Linked DNA regions of Sus scrofa: region 1 is linked to region 2. A link is a contact called in public Hi-C data. All regions are on one chromosome and are shown on one strand. The core of a region is the stretch at or near the end of the contact, and the rest is flanking DNA. Distances in the headings are between cores, read along the strand shown. Region 1 holds the start of OAZ2 (ornithine decarboxylase antizyme 2). Region 2 holds the start of PIF1 (ATP-dependent DNA helicase PIF1).

Region 1 (4,518 bases), core at 236-2,735, 110 kb before region 2:
GAAAAATGAGGAAGAGAATTAGAACCCAAATTGTAAATAAAAGTCATTCTGATGTATAAGCAGCAGCTGGGGTTAAAAATTGTAGAGAATTGGAACATTAGGAAACAATTTCTCACTGAAGATTTAGGGACAGAAACATGGGACATGCTTGAGGCATAAATGCAGGACAAGGGCTACTTTGGAGGAAAAGAGGAAAGGTAGAGAGAGGGAAACTGAATAATGAATTCTGCCTAGTTTGGGCAGGGGAGAAGTACATGTGAAGTAAGCATATGTGAAGCAAGCTGTTTCAGAAAGATGTGCAGTCTTTCTCTCCAATTAATAAGGGAGGGCTGGGTAGGGTTTTGAGGAAACATGAAAGGTCCAGTGAGCAAAGTATGGGGACTGATTTGAAAGCACTGGAGGTACTGGGAAAGAGGTATAGGGAAAAACGCAGGGTGGGCTGAATTCTGTAACCTAATATTCTAGCGATGCGGATCGGTTAAGATGAGAAGAGTATAAGAAAAAGTGAGAAAAAGTAGTTAAAAGGTAGGAGTGTTTAGAAGAGTGTTGGGTGGAAGACATCATTAGGGAACAGGATGGAGAACATGAGTCAAACCCAAAGTGTTTGAGAAATAAAAAGAATGAGATTGGGAGACAGGGGGCATGGGCCCAAATGGGAAAAGGGTGTGGAGGGAGGGCTGGAGGGAAAAGAGGAAGCTGCAGTGAGGGGCCAAGGGGAGGACTAGGCATCACTGTAAAGACTGCGAGGCCTGGGGAGGTGGGGGCCGGGGAGGGGGGTGACAGGTGGGGGGGCTGGGTCCAGTTGAGAACTGAAGGACGGAGCTTTGGGGGGGTGATAAAAGAGGCGTCTGGTTGGAAGGTGCAGTTTGAATTAGGGAAGGGGATTCAGAGGGAAGGGTGAAGTGACTTAAAAGGGGAAGGAAGATTTGGGGAGATGGGAAACAATCTGGGGAATTAGGAATGAGAGAAAAAGCACGGTTCGGTGGGGCAGAAAGGAAATAGGGACTGGATTGGAAGACTGGGTCCCGGTTTGTGGGGGCTTTTACGGGAGGAGGAAGCCCGGATGAGGGGGATGGGCCGGGCTGGAGGGAGGGGGGCTAAAGGACGGAAGGAGGCCCAGCTGCGAGGCTGGGGCTCAGACTGGGGTGGCTGAAGTAGGGAAGGGACTCAGTGGGGGCTTGATGGTGCCCTCTGGAGGAGGGCCGGGGACCCGCTGGGTGGTGGGGAGAGGAGGCCCTCTGGAGCAGACGAGGGGAGGATGGGGGCGGGGAGCCTGGGCCGGGCCGTTACCTGTCCTGGGTGTTTATCATCCTCGGCGGCTCTGCTCAGGGTGGGAGGAGGCGGCGCAGGGAGTGGGTAGGTGGATGAGTGGGTGGGTGTGGGGTCACGCGCGCGCGCGCGGGGCCGATCTGTGCGGGCTAAGTCCCTGTCAGGCCGCGGGCCCAGAGCCCTCCTCCTTGCCTCAGCGAGCGCCTGCCTCCAACTGACCCTCCCCGGCCGCCGCCGACGCTGCAGCAACCGCCCCGCCCCCAAGTGCCTCATCTACATAGCCCCACCCCAGCGCCGCGCGGTGTCCTGGGAAACTGGGGCCCACAACAAAGGGCAAAGCACCGCCCCGCCTCTGCGCAGGCGCGTCAAGCCGGTAGCGGAGTCAGGGCAGCGCCAGGGCCTTAGGGGAAGCAGCGTGTAGAAGGGATCGTGCCCCAGGCGGTGTCGTGGTGGAGATGGCTGGGCGAGCCGTAGGATGTTTCATTTCAAGTAGAATTTATTGGGCATTGGCTTCACCCTTGTTTGCGTGGGGTTTAGCAGGGCTGTGACACTTATAGGCCCTGGGAAGCTATTAAACAAAACAAAATCGTTAATCTAAGATTAATACACATATATTAGTGTCATTCTAGGCTAAGGCCAAGCCCTGAGATCTCCATTACCTCCGCTCACAGTGCAGATCAATAACTTAAACTGTCAGCTAAGATCAGCAATATCTTCACCTTAAAAACATATCTCAGGCCAAGGGTTAAGGCCTTACACGGGCTGGTGGTCATCTAATGCCAAGTGGCTGTGGATCAGGATCATAGTCACCTGACAGTAGTGGTGGAAGGCACCAACACTGCCATGTTTACAAGCACTTCATATCACAGTCATGCAAGATTACTAATCGACAGTCACTATCCCTGCTGGTCCTTATCACAGATCAGTGCCAACAGGTCACAATCACTGGTATGCAGACCCCTCAGATCACAGTCACTGCAGGCTGCAATCACAGGCACTTCAACAAAATCAGCTTTTGACTCTGTTCACAGTCAACTCACAAGAGAGGTCACGTTATCTCAGATCATAATGGGTTACTGTCACCTCAAACGCCATTCATTCATTTAGTCAACAAGTAATTTTTGAGCAGCTACTTACTATGTGCTTCAGGCATGTGGTAGAGTCCAGGAATACTCAGTGATCAACTAGGCAAAGTTCCTGCCTTGGATGTCACAATCTGATCCGAGGGAGGGACACAGAGAGGCCATCATACTATGAGGTAAGTGCTCAATCTGAGGGAGGCCACAGAGAAAGCAACTAGGGAATTAAGGATGGCTTCAAAGAAAGGGTGGTCACAATCATTCCAGATCAAAGGTCACTCTGACTCCAGCTGAAAACAGCCCCATGTCACAAAAGTGCCACATAGAGCCGTCTCAGGACCTCTACTTGACAAACAATGTGCTTTTGGTTTTTGGATGATGATAAATCAGGGATGGAAGATGGGTTGGAGCTGCCAAACTAAGTCAAAAATTGAAGTGGTAAATGATACCAGAACTGCCCAGATTATCACTAGACATAAAAGCAAGACTAGTCCCATGCTCTGGCTCATTTTAGATCATCTATGTTGTCCCCAAGGGACTGTCCCTACCTGATTTTCCCATTTCAAGCCAGGTGTGTTCTTACATTAGCCCACAGCAGAACTAAACAATTACATCTAGCCCTGACCGATCCCGTCTAATTGTCCCAGAGACCTGGGCAATCTTCCTGTTCCCCAAGGAAGATGGGGTGGCTCACTTCTGCCAGCCCATCCCTGGATGAGTGACCCATGGCCTGAAGGACAGTTTTTGAACAGCCAGCAGATGCTAAATCACTGTGTCAATAAAAGCCACATTTACTGAGCATCATGCTGAAGCATGAATTTGTACAACAGTTCCCCCACGTCCATTTTACAGATGAAAAGAATTAAAACTCAGGGAGACTATGCCAACGAATATTTTCGAGGGCCTATATATACCAGCCAAGTTAATTTATTTGTTTTAATTCAAAGCCAGTAAGTGGTAGAGTTAGAATTTGTACCTGGGGTATTGCCTGATCCTGTGCTCTGTCTGTATTCACATGGTGTAGTGACAAGGTGTCTGCCACAACTTACTACTTGAAGGAGTGACCACCTTGATGGGTGCCTGGCCAGCCAGTGAAAAATTCACAAAAATGGGAAGCCACCTTTCTCTAATCTGTGCTGTCCAATAGGATAGCCACTAGTCATGAGCAGCGATTTAAACTTAATTCAAATGAAATGAAGTTTACAACTCAGTTCCTCAGTCCCATTAGCCACGCTTCATGTGCTTAACAGCCAAATGGGGATAGTGCTTACAGTACTGCACAGAGCAGATTTCCCATCAACACAGTAAGTTTCAGAGAGTTCTGTATCCCATCACTCCCTTAAGCCTATCTACCTCAGTCACCACTACAGGTTCTAGTTCCCTCTCATCCATTATCTCCTCCATCCTTGTCTTCACACTGGCTCCCAGCCACACCCTGCCCCGTACCCTCTGCAACCTGAGATCAGCAATTCATTCTTCCATATCAGCTTTTAAGATGCTGCCTTTACCTCCTTCCCTTACCTGAAACCCGGTTCCCCTTCTAAGGATACTGCTTTTTTAACAGCCCTCTTAGATGAATGCTATTTTCTTCTGCTTCTTCTTCTAGGGCTGCACTTGCAGCATATGGAAGTTCCCACGCTAGGAGTCGAATCAGAATTGTAGCCACTGGCCTATACCACAGCCACAGCAACTTGTGATCCAAGCCTCGACTGCGAGCTCACAGTAATGCTGGATCCTTAACCCACTGGGCTAGGCCAGGGATTGAACCTGCGTCCTCATGGATGCTAATCAGATTTGTTTCTGCTGAGCCACAACAGGAACTCCTGTCTTCCTCTCACTTCTGACCTCCTCATCTCCAGCATTGTTTCCCACACTCCACAGCAGCTGCCCACTCCTTCAACTTTTTGTTTGTTTGCTTACTTTTTAGGGCTGTACCTGGGGCATATGGAAGTTCCCAGGCTAGGGGCTGAATCAGAGCTGCAGCTGCCAGCCTCCGCCACAGCCATAGCAACACCAAATCCGAGCCACGTCTTCGACTTACACCATGGCTCATGGCAATATTGGATCCCTATCCCACTGATCAAGGCCAAGGATCAAACCTGCATCCTCATGGTTGCACCCACATCTGCTGAGCCACGAGAACTCCCCTCAACTTTTTTTTTTTACCAAA
Region 2 (5,008 bases), core at 314-2,813:
TCTTATTTTCAAAAGTCCGATGAGCATCTTCTCTGAAACAACCAGCCTGCCATCTCAAATACCACCACCATCTCCCTCCTAAACGTGGGCCACTTTAGTCTTTTCCATCTCAGTGGCACACCCACTCCCCAAGGCGTTGTCCTCACGGTGTTGGACTTGGCCCCCACCCGGGGCTCCGTGGGCAGTTTCACTGGCGTGGTGTCCGTGACCCGGGTGACCGCCGCGCGCCGCAGCTCCTCGGGCTGCACCGGGCTGATGGTGACGAAGTCGCGGGGCCTTGGGCCAAGAAGTTGAGTGCGGGCGGAGGCTGGCCTGGGACCCGGGGCCGCGGCCAGCTTGAGGCGCAGCGTACGCAGGAAGCGGCGCAGGCGGTCTGGAGGGCAGTCGGAGAGCAGCAGCTGCACAGCGCCGGCCGGGGAAGCGCCATAGGCCGGGAGCCTTAGAGTGCTGCGCCCCATCGCTGCGAAGCGCGTGAAAAGGCGCGCAGCGCGCAAGGGGAAGCAGCGCGGCCGCCCCGCGGGTCCCGGCGCCTTCAGCCTAAGCATCAACTCCCGGCGCTCGTTACGACCCAGGCTCAACTCCGCGGTGCGTAGCGCCTGGCGCCTTCGCGGCTGCCCTCCCGGGCTCAGCTCTTCCACAGCCACGCGGCACCGTAGCTCCGCGTCCTCGCTTTCTGCTGCCGCTGCCTGGGTGCCCGACAGCATTGCCATCGCCTCTGCGGGTCTGTAAAAAGACCGGAGCTCAGGGGTCACGGGGACTCAAGGAATATATCATAGGTTGTATAGAAGCCGTGACGGGGAGCCCGGTGAAGGCCACATAGGGTCACAGAGGCTGTCACTGGTAACACAAAGAGGTCACGGAAATGGTAAAAGGGCCCTAGAGTAAACCGGATTTTCTCTTAGAAATTACTACCCTACACAATAATTTCCAGGGCAGCGGATGGGCAGCGTCAATTGCATCCAGCATTGGAGAACCGCAGCTGTCCGCCAAGTGCCACAGAAGGGAGCCCTGGAACGGAAAAGAAGCCTGCTTCCAAGAGACCCATAGGCGGACACGAGAATCCTGAGTCCTGTCCTTAAGAAGCCAGAGACTTTCACGTTGAGGAGGTGAACAGGAAACATACTCCCTAATAAGCGTCTTATGTCTTCCAGGTACGTTCACTAGTTTACATGCGGCCAAGCAGGTCTCACTCTTCTCCGTGTACAGAAGTGGAAAACAGGCTGAGAGAGGCCACAAGGGGTGGTAGGAGTCAGGGCTCGTGTGATTCTGAAGCCCTGGCGCTTCCCATCTTCAGGGTAGGGATAGAGTAGAGAATCTTTGGTTAGGGAAATCGCAGAGGGACCCTGGGGTGCGGGAATCCATTCTCCCTCCGTCTGACCCACTCGTGTGCACCCTCCCGGCAGGGACCCCTTGAAGAAGAAGGTTCTCTGCCTCCCACCTCTGGCATCCGAGTGAACACTCACTTGCGACGGACAAGCTGAACAGAGCCGGCATGCACGCAAAGGTAGGACACTGGGAACTTTCAAATCCTGGGAGTAGAGAATCACCCTATCATCGGCCGGATCTTTAAATTTTCCAGCCAATCATAGACAGCGGGCGTGGCAACGGGCGTGTCTTTGGGTGTCTACTCTTGGAGCCTGGGCTGTACCAATAGCACGCCGGAGGGAGAGGCTTATTGTGCTGGCGGAGCGTACCAAGTCGCGCGGACAGGTAGGAGTAGGGGGAGGAAGAAGTGAGCGCATCCGGGCGGCGCGTGGTGTTGTGTGTCTGACTTATTTTCAAGCCTCCAGCACACTCTCCTTCCTCCGCTTTAAGCCCTCACACAGCAGCTGAACTTGGCCTTGGGGAAGAGCTGCCTTTGATCCCTCGCATTCCTGTTTACATTTATAGGACCGTTTGCTCATTTCTGGGCAAACCACATCCCTCCACCGCCTGTTGCTACTGCTGTCTCTGTCTGCCCCGAAACTTTCTACACTTCCTCTGCCCTTGTAAGCGTCGTTTTACGTATTCGTCCTTCCCATCCGGCTGAGGGCCAACAGTGTAGAACTCAGACCTGTGGCCGGATGCTCAAGAGTACAAGGGAAGTGAATGAGCCTCTGTTTTCAGGGAATCAGTAATCCCTCTTATTGCTCTGGCTGCTCAGGGAATTTATTTATTTTTTATTTTTATTTTATTTTTTTGTCTTTTTGCCATTTCTTGGGCTGCTTCCCACAGCATGTGGAGGTTCCCAGGCTAGGGATCCAATCGGAGCTGTAGCCGCCGGCCTATGCCACAGCCACAGCAACACGGATCCGAGCTGCAACTGCGACCTACACCACGGCTCACTGCAACGTCAGATCCTTAACCCACTGAGCAAGGCCAGGGACCGAACCCGCAATCTCATGGTTCCTAGTCAGATTCGTTAACCACTGAGCCACGACGGGAACTCTGGGAATTTATTTTTAATTATCTTTTTTTCTCCTCATTAAATCTTGGAATGACAGAGCTGGAAGGGATCTTACAGGTGAGTCAGCCCCCTCATTTATTGAATTGCCCCCATTTTTCAAGTGAGGAAACCAAGGCTCCAAGAAGTTTGTTTGTTTGTTTGTTTGTTTGCGGGGGGAGTCTGTACCCACTGTATATGGAAGTTCCTGGGCCGGTGATCCAAACCCAGCTGCAGCTGTGAACTATGCTACACCTGCAGCAATGCTGGATCCTTAAGCCACTGTGCCACAGTGGAAACTCCGTTTAGACTATTTTTAAGTGCACAATTCATTACCTTTAAGAACATTCAGGGAGTTCCCTTTGTAGCTCAGTGGTTAATGAACCCGACTAGGATCCATGAGGATGTGAGTTGGATCCCTGGCCTCGATCTGTGGGTTAAGGATTGGGCATTGCCATGAGCTGTGGTGTAGGTCGCAGATGCGGCTCGGATTCCGCATTGCTGTATATGTGGCTGAGGCCGGCAGCTGTAGCTCCAATTGGACCCCTAGCCTGTGAACTTCCATATGCCGCCGGTGTGGCCCTAAAAAGAAAAACAGACAAACAAAAAACGTTCAAATGTTGTACAACCATCACCACTATCTCCAGAAAAGTTTCATTATTCTCAAACAGAAACTTTGTACCCATTAGACAATAACTCCCTTCCCTAAGGTTGTCAGATCTAAAGGTGACAAATGACTCTTGTAAACAAAAAAACAAACAAAACCCTCAAGTGAAATGGAAGCATAGAAGTAAAAGGTGGAGTTCACCCTCATTTTTTATTATTAAAGAAAAATACACACCATTAAAAAAAAAAAAAGACAATGACCCCCTGTTCTCTCTCCTTTCAGCCTCTGGTACTCTCAACATTTTATTCTGAAAATATTCCAACATGTTTATGCTTACCTTTTATTTTTTATCTTTTTAATGACTGAACCCACAGCATATAGAAGTTCCAGGGACAGGGGATGAATCCGAGCCACAGATGCAAATTATGCTGCATCTGTGGCAACGCTGGGTCCCTTAACCCACTGCGGCGCAGTAAGAACTCCTTACTTTTTAATTTTTATTATTTTTATTTATTTTTGGCCACCTGCAGTGGCTTGATGTGGGATATCAGTTCTCAGATTACGGATGGAACCCCAGGATGAAGCGATGAAAATTCTGCAGTCCTAATCACTAGACCACCAAGGAACTCCCAATTTCTTACCCTTTTTCCCCCCTCCTTTTTATGGCCGCACCTGCGGCATATGGAAGTTCCCAGGCTAGGGATTGAAGCAGCGATGCAGCTGCCGGCCTACACCACAGCCACAGCAGCGCGAGACCTGAACCATGTCTGCAACCTACAGCACTGCTCACCGCCGATCCCTAACCCACTGAGAGAGGCCAGGGATCAAACTGGCATCCTCATGAATACTAGTTGGGTTCTCAACCAGGTGAGCCACAGCAAGAACTCCAGGAACTCTATGCTTTAATTACTTTTAATTAAGTACCAAGTGAGAAATTGCTGGGTCACGGACTTTATACTTAGTTTTATATGATACTGCAAGGGCTTTTTCCAGAGTGGTTATATGCCCACCAGGTTAACAGCGAGTTTTTATAGGGAAAGGAATCTGATATGCAATCTGATATTGCCCGGCGCTGGGTTAACGGTCCTCAGGCTCCGCCCTCCTCCCTGCCCCAGAGCCACCGGGCGTCATCTGGGTCCTGATTGGCCGGTGGAGGAGGGAGGCGGAGCCAGAGGGACTCCTCTCTTCTGTGGGCGGACTTCCTCTCGGCTTTGGGCAGTCTTCGCATCAGCAGGTGTTCTGCTCGGTGCTGCCGCCATTGGGTCAATTCCCAGTGAAGTGCAGCATTGCTACCCCATCTCCTCGGTTAAATCCAAAGCCTAGCTTTAACACAGGCTGTCAGGAAGAACCGATTTTCTTCATTATGAAATTGCCTCCTCCAGAACTCTTCCTATACTGGCAGTGTCAGTCCAGTCCCCGGCTCATTAAAAAAAAAAAAAAACAAAAACAACCCACAAAACAGCAACACAAGGCTTGAGTGGTTTACTGATTGCATTTTCAGAGCTTTCTCAATTGATACTTAAAAGAGCCAGCCCCTGCTCCCCCCCCCCCCCACATTATGGTCTTTTCTCGCCTTGCTTTTGTCTTCCAGCTTTATAGCCCTAAGCTTACACGAGGGTGGTCTTATAGAGGAGCTGAAAGAGTGTTTTACAGTCTTCCAGCTTCTAGAGCATGGCTTCACCTTGCACGGCATCTTCCCTGGGTAGCTGACACTGATCCTCCCTCTTTGAAATACTCTCTTAACTTCCCCAACACACTTCCCTTGTTTCTTCTTAACATACTGATTGCCTCTTGTAGGTCTCCTTTGCTAATCCCTTTTCCTCAACCAGACCTCTCAAATTTGAGAGGACTTTATCTTTTTCAATACCTTGTCTTAATTACATGCTGATTCTCAATATTATATCTCCAGCCTGCTTTTCCCTCCTGAACCCCAGAGTCTATCTCCATTTGTCCTCCTGATATTTCCACACAGACGCCAA

The links. Hi-C and Micro-C count contacts between places; a contact is called where the count stands out from the background.
Region 1: a Hi-C map of liver shows a contact between it and region 2, with 2.8 times the contacts expected there. The contact joins the promoter of OAZ2 here to the promoter of PIF1 in region 2. A contact is called at or near these places in 2 of 5 promoter capture datasets (fetal liver and liver), 7 of 47 Hi-C or Micro-C datasets (blood, embryonic fibroblasts, heart right ventricle and 3 more) and 2 of 2 datasets of contacts at active chromatin or transcription factors (alveolar macrophages and skeletal muscle).

What each region holds. Positions count from the first base shown.
Region 1 is chr1:107,322,192-107,326,709 of Sscrofa11.1, reverse strand. It overlaps OAZ2 (ornithine decarboxylase antizyme 2), which reads right to left and starts at 1,485. Exons shown (of 5, transcript NM_001301326.1): 1 at 1,291-1,485. The coding sequence starts at 1,310.
Region 2 is chr1:107,215,135-107,220,142 of Sscrofa11.1, reverse strand. PIF1 (ATP-dependent DNA helicase PIF1) reads right to left here and starts at 1,563. Exons shown (of 11, transcript XM_021093760.1): 1 at 1,464-1,563; 2 at 147-723. The coding sequence starts at 710. LOC110260912 (a long non-coding RNA gene) reads left to right here. Exons shown (of 3, transcript XR_002344495.1): 3 at 932-1,067.